3 separate regions of the Rattus norvegicus genome follow, and regions 2 and 3 are each linked to region 1. Evidence: chromatin contacts called from public Hi-C data. All regions are on one chromosome and are shown on one strand. The core of a region is the stretch at or near the end of the contact, and the rest is flanking DNA. Distances in the headings are between cores, read along the strand shown.

What was found. A called contact is a pair of places that touch in the nucleus more often than the background predicts.
Region 2: a contact with region 1 is called in a Hi-C map of liver, with 2.7 times the contacts expected there. The contact joins the enhancer-like site here to the promoter of Garem1 in region 1. A contact is called at or near these places in 4 of 12 Hi-C or Micro-C datasets (kidney, liver and mammary epithelial cells).
Region 3: a Hi-C map of the A7r5 cell line shows a contact between it and region 1, with 2.1 times the contacts expected there. The contact joins the enhancer-like site here to the promoter of Garem1 in region 1. A contact is called at or near these places in 3 of 12 Hi-C or Micro-C datasets (the A7r5 cell line, liver and mammary epithelial cells).

What each region holds. Positions count from the first base shown.
Region 1 is chr18:12,858,876-12,861,529 of GRCr8, reverse strand. Garem1 (GRB2 associated regulator of MAPK1 subtype 1) reads left to right here and starts at 1,311. Exons shown (of 6, transcript NM_001427249.1): 1 at 1,311-1,800. The coding sequence starts at 1,680.
Region 2 is chr18:12,770,724-12,773,377 of GRCr8, reverse strand. The region is part of intron 2 of Garem1 (GRB2 associated regulator of MAPK1 subtype 1); the gene reads left to right. LOC120098265 (a long non-coding RNA gene) reads right to left here. Exons shown (of 2, transcript XR_010059638.1): 1 at 1-2,654. Among named protein-coding and RNA genes, the nearest start is that of Garem1, 88 kb to the left of the region's middle. Within about 2 kb of position 1,322, at least 13 of the 93 cell types and tissues checked have an H3K27ac peak or open chromatin away from gene starts, as enhancers often do. A contact at or near this core is called in liver, where this site is marked.
Region 3 is chr18:12,791,631-12,794,284 of GRCr8, reverse strand. The region is part of intron 2 of Garem1 (GRB2 associated regulator of MAPK1 subtype 1); the gene reads left to right. Among named protein-coding and RNA genes, the nearest start is that of Garem1, 67 kb to the left of the region's middle. Within about 2 kb of position 1,299, at least 5 of the 93 cell types and tissues checked have an H3K27ac peak or open chromatin away from gene starts, as enhancers often do. A contact at or near this core is called in the A7r5 cell line, where this site is marked.

The DNA.
Region 1 (2,654 bases), core at 62-2,561:
TATAAACAATATTCTGAAGTGAGAGTCCCGGGAAGGAAGTGAGGAAGTCTCTTGTTTTTCCTCAAAAGCTCACGCACTAGCTTGCTTATGGGAAGATATATCTTAAGCTAACCTTTTACGAGGCAATGGGATCTTTTCAGGGCCCGTGGGCACCGAGCACTGAATACTGAAAATGTATTGATGGAACATGTTCCCTTCATCAACTGCTCATGTCAATAGTTTAACTTCATGTGAAAAAAAAAATCAACACACAAGACGGATGCGTGTCTGAAAAATAGGAACCTCGCACACTCCCTTCTGTTATCTGAGATCTGCTAGCAACAACCAAACCCTATTTCAAAACTGTGGACATCAGTATTATAGAAAATAACCTGTCGGTTGAATGCTAGCACTGCCTCCCAAAAAAATGGGCCATTTTGTGACATCCTCAAAAGTTCTGGTAGCATGTTTAGGAAAGGGGAATTATCCCTGGTTCTTAGAACAAAACCTCCCTGCCCTTTCCCACTGTGCGTAGGAGAAGGGTGGTCTCCTGGACGGTGACACTCCTCATCTTTCTGTGTCTCGGGCCCTTTTGCACCCTGCCTCGCAGTCACACTTGGGCTGGTCACAGAAACTTCCAGTTGGTCTGTGGGGTCGTGGGGTTGGGTGGGAAGCACCTCAGAAGGCTGGCTCCACAGCGGCCTCCAGCATGCTCTCCCTGTCCAGGTCACTAAAAGGTGGACAACCGGCAGCTGCCAGAGGCAACATCAGAGTTCATCACTGCCAACCTCGAAGAGGGCTGCACCTCCGGCTCTAGCAAGGACGCGCCGAGAAAGGCTGCAGGGCGCCAGAGCGGTCGGACGGGGGAGCGAGAGCCAAAGCTTGCGGAGCGCAGCAGAGCGGGTACCGCAGTCCCGGGAGCCGCCTCGAAGGGAGACAGAGCGCCTAGCCAGTAAATGTGCGAAGGCGGAGCCTGCAGGGGGCGGGGCTTCGAGAGGCGGGGCCTGAAGAATATTAACGAAGGGGCGTGGCTATGGTGGGAAGGAGGAGCTATGAGAAGGTGTGGTCATGTAGGGGCGGGATATGTGGAAAGCCGAGCCTACTGGGAGGGAGGCGGAGCTAGTGAAGGTGGAGCCCGAGTTCCAGGGAAGCAGAGCCCGAGCTTCAGAGGGGTAGAGCTAGTGTCGTGGGGCGGGGACCGAGTTAAAGAGGCCAGGCCTCCTTGAGGAGGTGGAGCCTATGCTCCAGGAAGGCGGAGCCTCCTAAGGGGAGGCGGGCGCGGGGGCGGTGCCGGGGCGGGCTGCGCAGGCGTCCCTTGCACCTTGTTGATTAGTCAGTGCCGGGAGCGCTGCTATGGCGTTCTTCGGACCCGCGGCTCCTCCTCACACTGTGCTCGAGGCGGAGGCTAGGAGAGGGCCGAGGAGGAGGAGGCGAGCGGCTGGCCGCCGCAATTGCAGAGCCGGGGCCAAGGGAGACGGAGGCGGAGCGGGAGCCGCCGCAGCTAGCCGGGCCGCCTGTAGTGCTCTCCTGGCTTGAGGGCGCGGGGCGCCAGCCATGCCTCGGTGTGGCTGCTGAAGCCGGGCGCCAGCGTCCCCGCCGCTGTGCCTCGCTGTCCGGCTGCCCGCGGCGGGAGTACGGAGTCCCCAGCCAGCCAGCGGTGGCGCGGGCGCCGGAGCGCGGGGCCGGAGGAGGCGGGGAAGATGGACCCGTCGCCCTCGTTGGGCTGCAGCCTCAAGGATGTGAAGTGGAGCCCAGTGGCTATGCCGCTCGACCTGCTGGTCAGCACCTACCGGCTGCCCCAGATCGCGCGGCTGGACAGCGGTGAGTGCCTGCGGGGCGCACGGTTGCCAGGAAGGGTGGGACCGGTGGTGGGGGTGGGGGGTGTTGGAGGGTCTGTCCTCGCCCCTAGCCGTCTAGTTGGCCCAAGAGGCTGCCGCAGCTCTGGCGCGTTGCTCTCCACTCTCCCCAGCAGCAGCCGTCGCCGCCGGGAGAGGTGCAAATCAGAACCCTTGCAGTGCAGTTAATAAGGACACCTTCCTTACATCGTGGAAACCTACAGATAGTAATCTTGGACGCAAGAATTACTCAATCTGGGAATCTTGAAGTTATCTTAGGCAACTTTCTGACGAAAATAATTGGACTCTGGGTGGTATCTTGCTTGGGGTGCTCTCTCCTACCCGCCCTCTCTGTGTTTACCCAGAAGCTGCAGATTTCAGAGAAAAAGCTCCCAGGTGACCCAATGAAAAGAATCTCGTTTCTTGGCGACCTCTTTTTACAGCTCATCTATTCTGTTTAACCCAACAACGAGTGATTTGGGGCTGTGTGCAGAAAATATCTTTAGCAGAAGTGATGGTATGTTTAAGGTTAATTATTAGCTTAGTGCTCTCCCAGCTTAGAAAGAAAAATTAAGCCACTAAAACATATTGATTTGCAATCTGAGCTTTGAACCAAGAAATGCCAGTATTTCCTGAAACTGACCTCGAGAAAACAACCAAGAATCCCCCACCACCACCACCACACACGCACAGATTATTCTGCACTGTGACATCTGCAAGCAAATATGTAGTGGCAGTCAAGTGGACACCTTTGAATTGAGAGTTGTGACATTGAACGGGGGTGATTAAATTGCGTCTGGCTTTTTGCACTATAACCTCATCAGGTTTATCTTCATGGGA
Region 2 (2,654 bases), core at 73-2,572, 88 kb after region 1:
CCCTGACCAATGGTCTCCAGGTTTTACTATGTCACTCTCCCACCCTCATACACTGCCTTGCCAAGGCCCACAGAAGCAAGAACCAGCTAGTTATGGACTGGAACCTTCAAATGTGAAAGCCAAAAATAGACCTTTTCTCCTTATAAGTTCATTAGTAAGGTATTTGTTACAGCAACAGAAACTGACTAACACAAATACCCTCTAATTGTTAGAGCTGTGAGAGCGTTTGACTAAACAGTAAAGCCGAAGGCAAGGTTTGTTTTGCTTTAATGAAGCACCACCACACACAGTTTTGTCACCACCTATAAGTGTCACAGCAGGGAGGAGATAAAGTCTAGTTTGCAGACTTTTTAGCTCTATGCTGTTGCTGTTACCAAACTCTCAGTAGTTTACAGACAAGGGCAGGAACGGGCCTCTGGCCCTGCTGCAAACAGATACAAGGTTTGGAATCTGGCCTGAATCTGCCACTCCTTCCTCTGACACTGACCTCACGGCCTGTTGTTTCTAGTGGATAAGACCACAGTGACTGGAGTAGGCTGACATTCTTGTTGAGGTAATTTAGTGGTACAGTGTGGAACACCCAGGACAGCCACTGCAATAGTGTCTGTCGGTTAATGCTGTCTTCTTTTAAAGGAGAAATCTGGCATGGAGAGGGGTTGTTTTCAACTGTCAACTACATCCTTATTGAAATTATGTTCCTGGAGTGGGGGAGGGGAGCATACATGGAAAGCTCAACTTGCAGCACCCTTCAGGGGAAGAGAAAGCTTCAATTGTCTCTAGGTTAGAAAACCAGGCTGTCACACACCTGCCTCCAAACAAGGATCTGGGACTGAATCTGCCCCTCTGAGAACCCAGCCTCCTCTGACTTCCTGTGGTGGAACAGTGCCTGCTGCAGGCAGGTTAGAGTCCCTGACCGTACACCATAGGGTGTCCTGGACAAGCATGCTACTCCGAAGGGCCTCCCTCCACCGTCTCTTTGTGCGTGGTCAGAATGAACCCTGGCCTTTCCTATGCAAGCCTCAGCGCTCCACAGCCAGACTGCCAGAGCTCTACACAGAGAGTCGGGATAACATTCTATCTCTGTGGTCAGGGCTCAGTTGAGTGGGTCCTGGAGACCTCGGAGGAGTCAGACAACAGCAGCTAGCAAGGATGGCCTGAAGAGAGGAGGCAGGATTCCTGATGACTCAGTTAATTCATTTTAAAGGTATCCATCAAAGAGATCCTTAAAAAATGTTAAAGCATTAATGGTATCCCAGAGACCATTGCTGCCCACAGAACATTGTGTCTAAATGATGCTACTCACTTGGATGCGTTTGTTCCACTGTTTCTCTTGTTATTTTATTTATAGCTCTGACTTACTCACGGAAATTGCTCAAGGTTGCAGCATACTGAAGATAGCTCTGTTTTGTAGGCTTAGATGAGGACTTTTTTTTTCCCTTGGAGTTTTGGGGTAAGCCATTTTATAGAGGATGAAAATTACAACATAGTGCCATAGAACACTAGGTCGAACTGATGGGGCCTTTCTGTCTGTAATGGCCGTTGATAGCCATTTGGGTCACATACCCTTCACATTCCCCGAGCAAGACACAGAGATCCAGGGTAGAACAAGATAATGTAGGTCTCTGTCGACACAAAGCTCACAGTACGGGCCGAAAGGAAAGAGATGCGGTTACACTGAGATAAAGGCTGTAAGTGCAGAGTTCAAGATGTCGCAAGGGTTTAGAAGTTGGACTAAATAGATGTTGTGTTCAGGTCAGATCTGTTCATGGGACTCACTTGTAAGCTTATATAAGAAAGAGAGTTTCAAACAAGGGAATTAAGATTGGCTGTCACTAAAAACTATGGAAGTGTGCCCCAAAAGCACAGAGCCATCATCAGAATAGAAAGATTGCAGTGGGGTCACTCTGGACTGTGCTGCCAGGATCAAAAACACCTTTGGAAATGTTGCCTTAGAACTGCCCTCTTACTGCTTTACAGAAGGGCTCTGTGTGTGCTGGAATGGTTGTAGGTCATGCAACTAGAAGAGGAGGGTGACAGAACACAGTGTAGGCAACTGGCTGGAAGAACACAAAGATGAGGAAGAACCAAGGGAAGAGAATCAACAAATAAATTATATCTGACAATGCAAAAATGAAGCCTAATGCTTTGTAGGCTATTTTTAAAAAATAGTTCAGACTTTTTAAAGTACAGACTGATTTCTCCATGAGCATAGATACAAAAATATCATATGTACACAACGTCATTGATAGAGCAGAGAGCTTAGATTTAGACAGCAAAAGTAGAAATATTTGGTCTTCAATTCATTATAAAAATGGTTCTCTTAGGAAGTGCATGTCACAACTTTGTAGATTTAAATCCTGCTTCTGCTTATTTATCATTGTGTGAGATGAGCAAAAGCCTTCCAGTTGGCTTGCTAGTGCCATGTTAGAACAACGACAGGTGAGACCCTCATTCAGTTCCTAATAGTTACAGGTTCTCAGTGGTAGGAGGAGGAGATCTTGCCATAATTATGTATTGGAGGACTTTAAACAGGCATTAGTGGGTAGAGGAGAAGAATAATTTGCTGATCAATAAGAAAAAATAGAAAACTTTGTTCCAAGAATCAGAAGTATGTGTTTATTAATTATTTTGTGATTTTAAAAAAAAAATCCTCA
Region 3 (2,654 bases), core at 50-2,549, 67 kb after region 1:
GAGAGAGAGAGTTTTAATAAAAGCTGCTCCCACCTCTTCTCTCACAGCATACCAAAGCCCACTCTTAGTATGCCTCCTGACACTCTTGCCAGCCCATTGTACTTATATATGGTCAGATGGGATTAATACTTGACTCAAAGCAAGAATGAAACATTACATAAATATCTACTTTCCTGAAAGAATAAATTGAAGATTGCCACCAATCCTTGATACAGTTTCAGCATGGCTAATCTACTTCTCATTGCTTCAAATAATAACCTAGGGTACACTGGGGGTGAGCCCTGGCTTCAGTCCCTGCTCCTCAACCCCAGTAATAATGGCTAGCATGATGTTTTACTGATTTTGTTGGATGTGATGTTGCTGTCCTGATTGTAATAGGAATTGTTCTTAATTCTTAACAAAGTATTATTAAAAGATAAATGTGATTTTGATATAGATATATAAAATGCTTTTTAATGGAAGATATGGAAAGAGACTATGAACCAATATATTCGTAGTTATTTGACATCATGCAATGTGACTTTCCTTGATGGTTCTATAAATACTAAGGAGATACCTTTAATAAAACTATAATAAAAGCTATAAACTCTCTTAGTTGTGACTTCCCCATTTCAGCTTGTTTAATCTTGTACACCCTGTCAGTTGTCTACTGTGTCTACAAACAGGAACCCTAGGATTGGAAGAAATTCACTTCTAACACGAAGCACAAGTGGCATGTAGGGTTCAGGACAGGGGTGGTATGTGGGGGGGGGTCAGGACAGGGGTGGTATGTGGGGTTCAGAACAGGGATGCTATGTGGGGCTCAGGATAGGAGTAGCATGTTGGGCTCAGATCTTCTTGGCTGCTGCGCTCAGTCTCTTCTGTCCAGGTACTCAGTGGAAAGTTGGTGCTGGAAGGGGCTGAGTCCAGGTCCAGTCCAGTGTAACCTATGACGTAATGTGATCAGTGTGGGTGGAAAGCTTGAAAAGCCGCCTGTGCCCTCGCTGTTAATGGAGTGTTTATAGCTCAGGTGGGAACATGTGCATCTCACTTCGTAATTTGATTTCCATGTTGGATTTGTACCTCTGCTCTTCTCAAAGGTTCCCTTTTAGCTTCTAGGGGTAAATTTGAGCTTTTTCTCTTTGGAGAAAACAGACCTTCCAACCAAGTCCGATGCTAATAACACTCCCCGAAGTCATTGGGTGCCGTTTCTTGGGATTAGAATCATTGAATGCCTTTGTGACTCACTACCCAGGGAAGTTGAGTGGTGGCTTTCTCTAAAGACTGACTGACCCTTCTGGTAGTTGTCAGTAGACACAGAACAACAGCAAACCGAGCGTAGCATGCTCACGCCTTCCATGGGATGCAAGAGGAGGGATGATTCAGACACTGCCATATTAGTTTGCAGTGGGGCGTATATGACACAGTCCCCCCAGCTTGTCAGAACTCATTTACAGAACATCCTGGGCTCTGACCCTCGGAGTGACTCAGGCCAACGAGTGAGTGTAAAGCAAGCAAAACACAGAGATTTTATCTACAGACGTTAAAAGTCCTTGTCAGGAAATGAAGCACGGTAGGTCATAGACGCGAACGTTCCAGTCCTTCAGCTAAGGGTTTCCACCCCGGGTGGCAAGTGTCCTAGTAGTCCTGCATACCCCATTTCAGGGTCTCAGCCTCTCTCTGTAACTGGACACCAGGCTGGGCTTCGTTCACCCTGGCTTTCCTCCTTGGCCCAAAACTCCTGTCTTCTTAGTGACACTTCCTCAGTCCTGCCACACGCCACCTGATATGTCACCTGCCCTGGAAACCCTACTTTCTCATTGGGGGTTCTATGTAAAGGTCGGGTTACTTTTGCTCTGCTTATCCTAACTGCTGGTCAGACGTTTCTAGCATTGTCTCCCATGTGAATACAACCTTCAGCTCCTGCTGACCCTCAAGTCCCCCACAAAGCTGGCACTGCTCATACAGGTTTGACATGACTTACGGTCCTCTGTTTCTTGTGTAGAGGACTCACACATCCCAGCCACTGTTCAACTGCACTGTTCCCTCAAATGCTGTTGTCCTCCAGCCCCTTCTCCCTCCTTCCACGCACTGGGGAGGCCATCTTTTTTCCCCTCCTCTTCAGAATCTCCGCAGCAGTTTGTGCCCAGGGCTTCTCTGGCTCTAACTCTTCCACTGGGGGGGAGGGGGTGTTTATTTGATTTGTTTTTATTATTTTGAGACCGAGTCTCACTATGTAGCTCTTGCCGTCCTGGAACTTGCTATGTAGACCAGCCTGGCCTTGAACTCACAGAGATCCACCTACCTGTGCCTTCCAGAAGTTTAAATGTGTGCGGCACTATGCCCAGCTTATCCTCTCGTTTCTAAAGGCCCCTGGTGGCCACACCTGTGTATGTCGCATGACCTTGTAAGCATCTAGCACAGACCTGGGAGGTATACGGATTCAGTGAATTAGTTTAACCAAACGGAGCTATTTCAGCCTTCAGAAACAAGACTTCTTTCAGCCATGTTCCAATGATGCCCTGAAACAGGCAGCTCCCGCTGACACTGATAGGCAGGGGTGCTGTATTGGGACTGCAGGCCAACCTCTGTTAAACCGTTGTAGTAAGGAGAAATGCTTTGCTCTAGGGGTGGGTGACAAGGGCCTTCAACCATCACAAGCAGAAGATGCCCTC